Regions from separate parts of the Triticum aestivum genome. Here region 1 is linked to region 2. Evidence: chromatin contacts called from public HiCAR-type data. All regions are on one chromosome and are shown on one strand. The core of a region is the stretch at or near the end of the contact, and the rest is flanking DNA. Distances in the headings are between cores, read along the strand shown. Region 1 holds the start of LOC123112177 (inverted formin-2). Region 2 holds the start of LOC123112174 (probable N-succinyldiaminopimelate aminotransferase DapC).

The links. HiCAR-type assays count read pairs that join an accessible place to other places.
Region 1: a HiCAR-type map of leaf shows a contact between it and region 2, with 5 times the contacts expected there. The contact joins the promoter of LOC123112177 here to the promoter of LOC123112174 in region 2. A contact is called at or near these places in 1 of 5 Hi-C or Micro-C datasets (leaf) and 1 of 1 datasets of contacts at active chromatin or transcription factors (leaf).

Annotation. Positions count from the first base shown.
Region 1 is chr5B:415,604,422-415,609,441 of IWGSC CS RefSeq v2.1, reverse strand. It overlaps LOC123112177 (inverted formin-2), which reads left to right and starts at 2,753. Exons shown (of 5, transcript XM_044533108.1): 1 at 2,753-3,188. The coding sequence starts at 2,954.
Region 2 is chr5B:415,366,900-415,372,614 of IWGSC CS RefSeq v2.1, reverse strand. LOC123112174 (probable N-succinyldiaminopimelate aminotransferase DapC) reads right to left here and starts at 3,689. Exons shown (of 2, transcript XM_044533106.1): 1 at 3,273-3,689; 2 at 1-916. The coding sequence starts at 3,674. LOC123112173 (dipeptidyl aminopeptidase BI) reads left to right here and starts at 3,983. Exons shown (of 11, transcript XM_044533105.1): 1 at 3,983-4,636. The coding sequence starts at 4,099.

The DNA.
Region 1 (5,020 bases), core at 1,504-4,003, 240 kb before region 2:
AGGAAACATAACCATCTTTGATTAATGAGCTAGTCAAGTAGAGGCATACTAGTGACTATATGTTTGTCTATGTATTCACACATGTATCATGTTTCCGGTTAATACAATTCTAGCATGAATAATAAACATTTATCATGAAATAAGGAAATAAATAATAACTTTATCATTGCCTCTAGGGCATATTTCCTTCAGTTCGGAGTCCCAAATGAGATCACGAACATGACGAGGAGTCTCGAAATGGTCGAGACATAAAGATTGATATATTGGAAGACTATATTCGGACACCGGAATAGTTCCGAGGTGTATCGGGTATTTTCCGGAGTACCGGGGGGTTACGACCCCCCCCCCCCCGCGATGGTTAATGGGCCTCATGGGCCAAGTGGTGGAAGAGAGGAGGCGGGCCAAGGTTAGGCGCGCGCCCCCCTAGCCCAAACCGAATTAAACTAGGGGGGCGGCCCCCCTTTCCTTCCCTCCTCCCCCTCCTTCCCCCTTCTCCTTGTTGGAATAGGAAACGGGGGGTTGATTCCTACTTGGAGTAGGATTGCCCCCCCCCCCATGGCGCGCCTCCTCCCTTGTCCGGCCTCCTCCTCCCTCCCTCCTTTATATACGGGGGGAGGGGGCACCCCATAGACACACAAGTTGATCTTTAGCCGTGTGCGGTGCCCTCTTCACAGTTTTTCACCTCGGTCATATCGTCGTAGTGCTTAGGAGAAGTCCTGCGCCGGTAACTTCATCATCACCGTCACGACGCCGTCGTGCTGACGGAACTCTCCCTTGGCCTCAGCTGAATCTAAAGTTCGAGGGACGTCACCGAGCTGAACGTGTGCAGATCGCGGAGGTGTCGTGCGTTCGGTGCTTGATCGGTTGGATCGCGAAGACGTTGGACTACATCAACCGCGTTACTTAACGCTTCCGCTTTCGGTCTACGAGGGTACGTGGACACACTATCCCCTCTCGTTGCTATGCATCACATAGATAGATCTTACGTGATCGTAGGAATTTTTTTGAAATTATTGCGTTCCCCAACAAATACAATATATATTTTTCTTTGAAATGTGAAGGACGTATTCCTATGATAGGAAAATGAGAATCCGTTCGTACAAACTAAAGCAGTTGAAAGAAAATTTTATTAAAATACTTTTTTTGCGAGGGATCCTGTAATATTTCTGCAAACCAAAGTAGGCCTAAATGTTTTTAAAAAATCTTTACAGAGAGTGGCGGTTTGGCTCTAGGTGTGGATACATCTATTATGAAATATGTATAAAATACACATTTCAAACTGTTAAAAAAATTCGAGAAAAAAATCCCGCATCTACATCCGGACATCTTATGTTCGCATACAAAATTTCCACGAAAAAGGACATTTTCTGTGGCATGTATAAAAAATATTAAACAATGCATCGCGAATAGCTATAATCAAGTATGAAATTGAAGGAATACTATTGCTTACTACACCTGTCATGCATTGCGCCACATCACGCGGTACGTGTAATAATACAAACAAGAGTAGGAATTCTCTGGTGAACCCCCCAACCAACTGACTGGGGCCAGCCAAAGCCAGTCTATCGCGGCCACCTAAGAGCAAGTACAATAGAGCTGAGTCAGCGAGCTATAAGAAATAAACTAGTATATTTTTGCTTAGTTGGAGGAAAGAGAAGAGGAGAGAGAAGGTAAGCGGGCTCTTCATGAAGAGCCAGCTCTAGCACGTGCTTCTAGGCACTTTGTGAGAATGAAAGGTGGGTCACATAATAAAAAAGTAGTATACTCTTTTGATCTATTATTATACATGTTGGCTATAAGATGAGCTATAGATGACATGGTACTGGCTTATAACCGGCGGCTGACTATACTATTGACCATGCTCTAATGACACGGACGCTGCACAAAACACGCAAAGACGGTGCAGTCACTAAACAAAAGCGCACTCGGTGTCTGCACAGGTGTGCGTCCCAGCTGACAAGTGACCTGTGACGAAGATGACGAGAGGCAAAAGAAATGGCAAGTGAGGTAGCCCGCCACATGTCCTCACATGCCCGGTTGGTCGGGAAAGCAAGGTGGGATTTGGCCTCGCAGCCAGAGCGTTAGAGCAAGTATAATAGAGATGAGTCAGCAGATTATATGAAATAAACTAGTATATTTTTGCTTAGTTGAAGGAAAGAGAAGAGGAGAGAGAAGGTAAGCGGGCTCTTCGTGAAGAGCCAGCTCTAGCACGTGCTCCTAGGCACTTTGTGAGAATAAAAGGTGGGCCACATAATGAAAAAGTAGTACACTCTTTTGATCTACTATTATACATGTTGGCTATAAGATGGGTTGTACTCCCTCCGTTCCTAAATATTTTTCTTTCTTGACATTTCAAATGACTACTACATACGGATGTATGTAGACATATTTTGAAGTGTAGATTCATTCACTTTGCTTCGTATGTAGTCACTTGTTAAAATGACTAGAAAGACAGGTATTTAGGAACGGAGAGAGTAGATGACATGGCACTGGCTTATAGCCAGCAGTTGGCTATACTATTAACCATGCTCTTAGGCAGCGTCACTGACGGCGATGCCCAAACGAAATGGTCGCAATAAAATATACTCCTACTCACAGCTCAAAAAAGAAATATCGTACCCTAACACGAATGTATATGTTGGCAAGAAAATAGCACATGGTTCGGGCACTGAGCAAAGCAAAAAAAAAAGAGAAACCTCCCCACCAAAAATCCATCCGCATACTTGGCACCCACCTCAAGCACAAAACAAGGGGATAAATCCAAGAGGGGAGACGAGGTGGAGAGAGGGAGGAAAAAAAAAACCTACTTAACCGACAGTCTCGCCGGCGGGAGGTAGAAGCGCGGCGCGTCCAGTCGTCCAGGCGACGCCGGCGGCCTCCACGCGCGCCCGCGTGTGGCTGCGGCGGCGGCGGGGAGCTGGGGGTCGTGGGGGCGGAGTCAGATGCGCTCGGAATGGGGAAGCCCGTCGATGTCGAGCTCGGCGGCGCGGGAGGCCTCGCGATCGCCGGCGGCGGCGGAGGAGGAGGAGGGTGGGGCTGCGGCTTCGCCGGCGCGGTCGGCCGCTCCGTCTCGTTCCGGTGCGTCTTCGTGCTCACGCTCGCTGTCGGGGTCCTCGTCCCGGCGCTGTTCCTCCTCCTGCCCTCCCGCCCCAAGGGTTACCTCTCCAGCGACCCCGACGTTCTCGCCGGTGAGCTCTCCGCCTTCACCGCTTAAGTTCTCCTCCCTCGTGGTTACTAAAAGGGATTCGTTGGGTTAGTTGGTCTATTGCGCGTGCGCGTGGGTGCAGTGATGACTCGGTCAATTAGGCCTTAGACGGCGGATCGACTAGATGGGACGACTGCGAGTTCATCGCCTCGGGCTGCTGTTCGATGCTTCGATGCATCCGCCCTGGATCTAGGATTTGCACGATTTACTACTCAACTTCGGTCTCCTGGTGCTCTGGGACAATTGGCTGTCTCTGGTTGGTGAATGATTAGTTGTCTACTTCTCTTCTTGTAATGAATTTCGGATTCTGGATTCAGTTAGTTTGAATTACAAGTTCATATAGGTTTTGCTGTTATGACCTGGGGTTTGAAGGCAACTGTTATGACTGATGCAACACAAAAGGTATTCCTGGAAATGTCTTGTTAGAGCCTTAGAGGTCACTTGGACATGGCACTTGGTTTCCCGTATTTTTCTTTTGTATACAGCCTGTACCTGTATGATTTGCTCTTTCATGGGTTCCCTAACACACAGGGCGTAGAATTCTTGGCTTGTTTCTGTCAAAGTTAGATGTGTGATTTGTTTCCAGAGTACTTAATTGTCATGATAACAGGGGTCGTGGATTTATGAATTGCCTACTGCATAAGCTGGTGGTAGTGCACTGATGATTCCAGACGTGACTGCTGTGTTTACTTTACCCTGCCTGTATAAGATGCTCATTTAAATGGAGGCTTGCCATACATGTCATTGGCTTCATTTATCACTGGCATTGCATGGTTGTGTTGGTTAGGCTATGGATTAATTACAAGTGTTCTCGTGTTTTGCTTTTAAGGGTTTGTGTGAAGTGTTCTCGGGTGTGTGTTATGTTCTTGACATACCTACCATACTTATGCATGCCTATGAATTAGATAAGAAATTGTTCAGTGAATGATTGAAGGTATATTTTCTCTGTAGTTTAGGGAGGAACACATTCTTAAGCGTAAAATGTGGCTATTGTTCTTTGCTCAGACAATAAATTTTTAATAGTTTGTATATTTGGGACCTGTTTGAAGTGGCTTGAGCAACCTCACATTCTCATACTCGTCATATTTTTCAAGATTTAATAGGGTTGTCACCTGTAACTGAACTCACACTGCCTATGCTAGTGTTTTTTCAACCCTGGATTTTAAGGGCTTAAGTAGAATATAAACCCCTTACTTAAAATATATATGCTGACATACTGGCCTGTAACCCATCTGCAAAGTGCTGTATTGGCGCCATGCTGCTGCTTTCCATGATCCAGGCTACCAGAATAGGACGCCTGGAAGTCTAACCAGCTGCCTGGACGATCCAGGTCATGCACTGGTCTAAATTTTTCATGAATCTAACCAAACAAAGACCAGGCTGCTCCCAGGGAAGCTCCAGGCCAGGCGTTCGGCAGCAAGGACCTGAACCAAACACGCTCCCAGTCCCTCGTATTCGTGGCACATTTATCAAGTGTATTTGACCTGTAGCTTTTTATACCCTAGTCACTCCCCGTCTGCGGAAGTGTCAGAGTGATTCTTTGTTAACTGGTTGTTATCTCTCAAACCATTACTAGCAATCCTATTTTACCACTAGATTAGTTATTTGCTTCTAGTGAACTGTGCCAAACTCAACAAAGCTAAACCACATTGTCCCTTCATCTTGGCTCACTTGGCGACCATTTTCCTAGAGCTTGTCTATTTCTATTTGCTCATTTGTTTGTGTGTAAAAATGTCATTTGCATTTTCTACTTTATAGAACTATATAGTGATGCCTAATGGTGGATTTGAATATCGACTGAAGGACTCTTTTCTC
Region 2 (5,715 bases), core at 2,440-4,939:
AGACGATGAAGCCCGCGGCCTTAAGCCCGTCGACCAGCAGTGCTTTCTTTGCGCCGTAGTCCCTCTTCAGCTCCTCGAAGTAGCTGTCTGGTGCTCTCAGAGCTGCCGCCGCTGCTGATTGCATTGGTGTGGAGGTGGCGAATGTGAGGAAGGAGTGTGCCTGCCTCACGCCCCATGTCAGGTGCGGTGGTGCTATCGCCCAGCCGATCTTCCATCCGGTTAAGGAGAACGTCTTCCCCAGAGAGTTCATGGTGACGGTCCTCTCATACATGCCAGGAATTGAAGCCATTGATATATGATCTGCCTCAAACGCCAACTTGTCATAGACCTCATCGGCAAAGAGCAACACATCATTTTCCTTGCAGAGATCAGCAATGAATTCAAGTTCCTCCCTTGTAAACATTTTCCCAGTAGGATTGTGAGGTGTATTGATCATTATTGCTCTGGTATTCTTCGAGACTGCGGCCTTTAGCTCTTCAAGAGGGACTGCAAAGTCTGGAGGGCGTAGTGTAATGGCTTTAACATTCGCACCAGCCATGGACAGTGTAGCCTCATAAGAATCATAGAATGGAGCAAACAAGATCACTTCATCCCCAGGGTTGATCAGACCCAATATCGTTGCAGCTATTGCTTCTGTGCACCCAGATGTAACAGTAACTTCCTTATCAGGATCGATCTGCAATCCACTGTCCTTGAGAAATCTTTCAGCAACAGCTGAGTTCAATTCAGGCACACCATATCCTCTTGCATACTGATTCTTTCCATCCTTGATAGCCTCAATAGCAGCCTCTTTGACAAAGTCAGGGCCATCAAAATTGGGAAAGCCCTGACCAAGGTTTATTGCTCCATGCTTCACGGCGAGCATGCTCATCTGTGTGAAAATTGTTGTTTTAAACTTCTCCAATCGCTTCGCCACCTGCAATACATAAGAGATTAAATCACAAGCTCAAGTTTATATACTAGATAAGAAATACAACTCTAACTCGTTTAAGAATGGGTACAAACACAAGAAAAATCCTATATTACTCAAAATAAAACTAGAATACATCAAAGCAAAATTTATGTTTATTCCTATCATCATAGAAGTTACAGAATAATCCCTGGACATCTGGTTCATGCCAGTTGAACTTTAACAATATTTTACCAAGCATGAAAGTTATGCATCGTGTTGTACACATAATATGTTTGTAAATTGGACAGATTTTACAGGTTTGACCGTTGATTCGACATTACAAGCGGTCATGCCTTGGCAAAATCCAAGGCTCTAAGGAACAGTTTGGCTAACATTTTTCTGTCCGACCTGTCTTCTGTCATCTATTTTGGAGTACCCTGACTCCGCACACATACATAATAAAAAGAGAGATATCAAAATGATCAAACTGCTCCAAACTCTGCAAAATAAAATAAAATCGAGCAACCAGCAGGAGCTCTGCCTTTTCATATAGAAGAAGAGGATTGACCAGTTAGTAAGGAAAACTGGCCACAAACTGTCAAAATCTGCAATTGTGTGTAAATTTTTTTTTTTTGAAAAGTCAGACTTTGCAAAGTTTGATCAAGTTGATAGAGAAAACTATTTATATCTACAATACTAGATGATATATGTTTGGCATTCTAGATGTACATATTTTTCTCCACGAACTTGGTCAAAGTTTGTGAGGTTTGACTTCAAAAAAAAATCTACATGCACTACATTATGGAAAAGAGGGAGTATTGTAATTTCCCTTTCGTGCTGCACGAATTTGATCGGAACTCAACATTTCTATCTTCTAATATGGTTTTCACACAAATGTGTATTTTCAATTTCCTCATGGGAGAAGTGTGTATTTCACTTCACATTCGTAGGCACGAATTTGATAGGAACTAGACAGATATGGTCAGAACAAGCATGGAAGTAGTAGTTGATGAGTAATAATGGGACTGACCAGCAAGATGGGAATTTGTGATATTTTGGATGGTCTGCCACTTTTCTTATAAGTTAATAATATCCAATAATAAATGACCAAAAAAACCTACATGTATGCTAAGATTTTGTTCCTTTCTCCTAAATTTGTTTTGTTCCCTTTCTGATGTATATAATTTCCGGAAGAAACCCCAAGTGGCTAGGTTCTGCATCATAAGTTGTAAAAATTCAGATTGTGCTAGCAAAACCTCTTCCTATCTGCCTAAAACTCATTACAGTAGTTCTTTTGACTAATGGCATGGGAAACTGCAATCATGCCAAAATAGAAGTCTGATTTCCCCCCTAAACTATTGGCTTGGCTCACTATTTTTGGGCTATCTGGAGCATTTTAGGCCATGTACGATTTATGTAAGGACAAAATGGACGTAATTAAAAAATGAAAAGAAAGTAATAGTGTAGTCCGTAGGGTGGCACATACACATATAAATTTTGTTTTTACAATATGATAATGTACAACCCGTTCTTTACATGGGTCATTGGCTCATAGCTGTGGAAAACTGAAAAATATTTTGGGATGGTATATGCTGTCACTTCTCTACTTGAATAATTGCACGACAAGGGATTCCATTACAAGTTTATATCATCCCGTGAAAAACATGGCCAATAGAGTCAACAGGTATATTAAGATATCGATCCTTTTCTCTCAAACAGTTATTTTTATCCCCCTTCTGACGTTCTTCAATTCTGGAAGAAAACCTCAGTGGTTACTTTCTGCACTGCAAAAGCTGCGAACGTTCTTGCACTAGCTTGCTATATGCTTCTTAGCAACATGCTACACAAATAACTAAACTAACTTCATATGGCTCAGGTCTACAACCGCACCAGTATAAAGAAGCTAAAATTGCACTGAATACTGTCCGGCAGTTAGGTTTCCCCTTTCCTAGTTAAATGGGTTCAACAAATGTTTCCCTTCTGCATACAGGTAAGCACACCATTCACAACAGCAAACGTGGTGGCACACCAAGCTGAAGTTGTAACTAGCCCCAAGATTACTTTGCTTTTCCAGCAATGCAGCTTGCATGTGACAAAATAAGTCCTACACTGGAGCTACTCCTAAACTCAGTTCACATGGTTATTCACGGCAGGAGCTGCCAAACCGAAGCAAAAGGCCAGCTCAAAACCTAATATCAGAATCATCTGATCTCCAGTCCACTCTGCAGCAACAGTAGTTCGATAGATAGGACACTGGCAATACGCTTCAGAGTTCAGAGGTAAGCTAATTTTGATTCCCGGCCGTGAGTAGCCACACAGAGCCGCGGGCTGACACCTAGCGAGGCGGCAGGAAGAAAAAGGGAGGGCGACGCGCACGGACCTGAACGGGCCGCTGCTCCGCGGGCTTGGCGGCGCCGTTGTCGGCGGGGGCGGCGGTGGAGAGGGCCGCGGAGGCGGAGGCGGGGGCGGATGCCATCGGGGAGATCTTCTTCCGGAGGGAGGCGAAGAGGGAGCGACGGAGCGAGGAGGAGGAGGCGGAGGCGAGGTTTAATGGCATGAGCCCATGGGCATGGGGAGGGACGGCCGTGGAGGTGAGGGCGGCCAGATTCATGAGGCTGCCGAGCCGGTCGAGTGAGCAGGACAGGAGGAGCCGTGCGTGCGTGCGTCGCGCCGCCACCCGCTGTGCGGCGCCTTTTGGCGAGACGAGACTGCCAGGTGGGGGCGTGCGCGGGTTAGGGTGGATGACGGGTGGGCCCGGGTGCGTCGCTGGCCCGCCCGTCATTGTGGGAAACTGCTTTCGGTTTGGTCATTACTCCTACTCGTTTTGGGACCGGAGATGCCGCCGTATGTGATTCGAGGCCGGGGCCCTCGTCGGCGAGTGAGCTTTGTGGCTCCAGCGTTGTCGCGTGCCATTGAATCTGGACGGGTTAGTTTCTAAAAAAAAAGAATCTGGACTGGTTTCTGCTGACCGTCCGTTGTGGTGGGCCAACAACCAGGCACTCGACAGTGCGTTACTGTGAAGAGCCATACGGCCTGCTGGGCCGTTCCATCCTCCTTTACCGGCCCGACAAAGCACCGAACAGCAGAAGCCCATTTCGGTCGTCCCCATTTCCCAAATCATTCGCCTCCCCCAAATCCGGCGAGCCAAAACGGCAAAACCCCACCTAAAACCTCGCTAGCCTCCACCACCACCGGCGACGGCGACCATGCGCCGTCATCTCGACCTGCTCCCCCGCCTCCTCCTCCGCCGCCACGTCCACCGCCGCGCCAGTCCCGGGGCCTCGCCGCTCCCGCCCCCGCCGCCCAACCCGCCGCGCCCGCCGCAGAAGCCCGAGCCCGTCACCATCCACGGGGAGACGTGGCACGACAGCTACGCCTGGATGGGCTCGCTCTCCGACGCCGCCGCCATGCGCCACATGGACGTCCACATGGAGGCCGAGGAGAAGTACGCCGAGGCCTGCCTCGCCGCCGCCGGCGCCGACCGCCTCGCCCGCAAGCTCCAGCTCGAGATGGCCTCCCGCCTCGCCTCCGACGCCTGCACGCCGCCCGCCCGCTGGGGCCCCTGGCTCTACTACCGCCGAGCGGACGAGGGCAAGCAGTACCCCGTGCTCTGCCGCCGCTCCGCCGCCCTCCATGGGGAGTTCGTCTCCTACAGCGACCCCTCCGCGGGGTTCGACTTCACCGCTGGGAAGCGCATCGAACAGAAATTGGTGGATTACAACAAGGAAGCCGAGCGATTCGGAGGTAACACCGAGATTAATTTTGGCATTGCTACGAATCCAGTCGTCTCGAGCATGAGGGCTTCTGTTACACAGTTATTGTTATTTTTACCTTTCAAAGTGCGGTGCCAATGGCTCAATGCTATTTATATTTCTTAATAATTCATTGCTATTATTGTGTACATTCTGTTTTATGGACTGGATATATTAAGATGTTTGATATCCTGGTGAAGCAAATGTGAGGTTTGGTGTTTAATTGCTGTAGCTGTTGTTTATATTTGATTTTATCATTGGTATATGCATTTGTTAACAGGGCAATTTTTTTTCTTGACTTGCTCCTATCCTTGTTACCTAGTACAGTACCTTTTTACCATCTAGGCATCTGCCGCGTTTTACCTTAGAATTACCAGAAGTTTGGGCATTTGTTAGTTAGTGCCAAATAAGTTTGCTAGGTTGTAATTGCATAATGCTACTGCAGTTGATCATTGATGTGCCATAAATTATTGGCAATGCTAACTGGTAAACGTCAGCTGGGAGGGGGATGGCAAGCAAACTTTTTTTGTGGCAACTTTAGCTGGTAGGAGATGGCAAATCCTGCCCTTTTTTGCTGCAAAATTTCTCTTGTTTCCAGAAATTGCCATGCGTTTGTGAAGAAACTGACCCATACAACTAAACTCGCAATCTAAAACGTTCGCAAATGCCAACCCTCCCAGCGAACGTTTGCCAGATATTGCGGTCCTAAATTATTCTCCACAATCATGATAGTACTTGATTTTTATTTCATTTTTGCTGTTTTAATTCTATGATCTTGCTGTATTGTTCTTGTATCGGCTTGTGATCTAAATTAGTACAAATATTCTACACTTATACCAAATATCAAATCAAAGACTAGTAAAGATACTCTGGTGCATCCCCATCCTGCCATTTTTTATGCTTTATGCGCTTTTCCAACTCCACACTAGAGAATACAGACATAAATACTACTCCCTCCGTAAAGAAATATAAGAGCATTTGGACCACTACTTTAGTGATCTAAACATTCTTTACAGAGGGAGTACATCTTTGGAGGAATACACTTGCTAAATCCTTTTGGTCCTGAAGTGG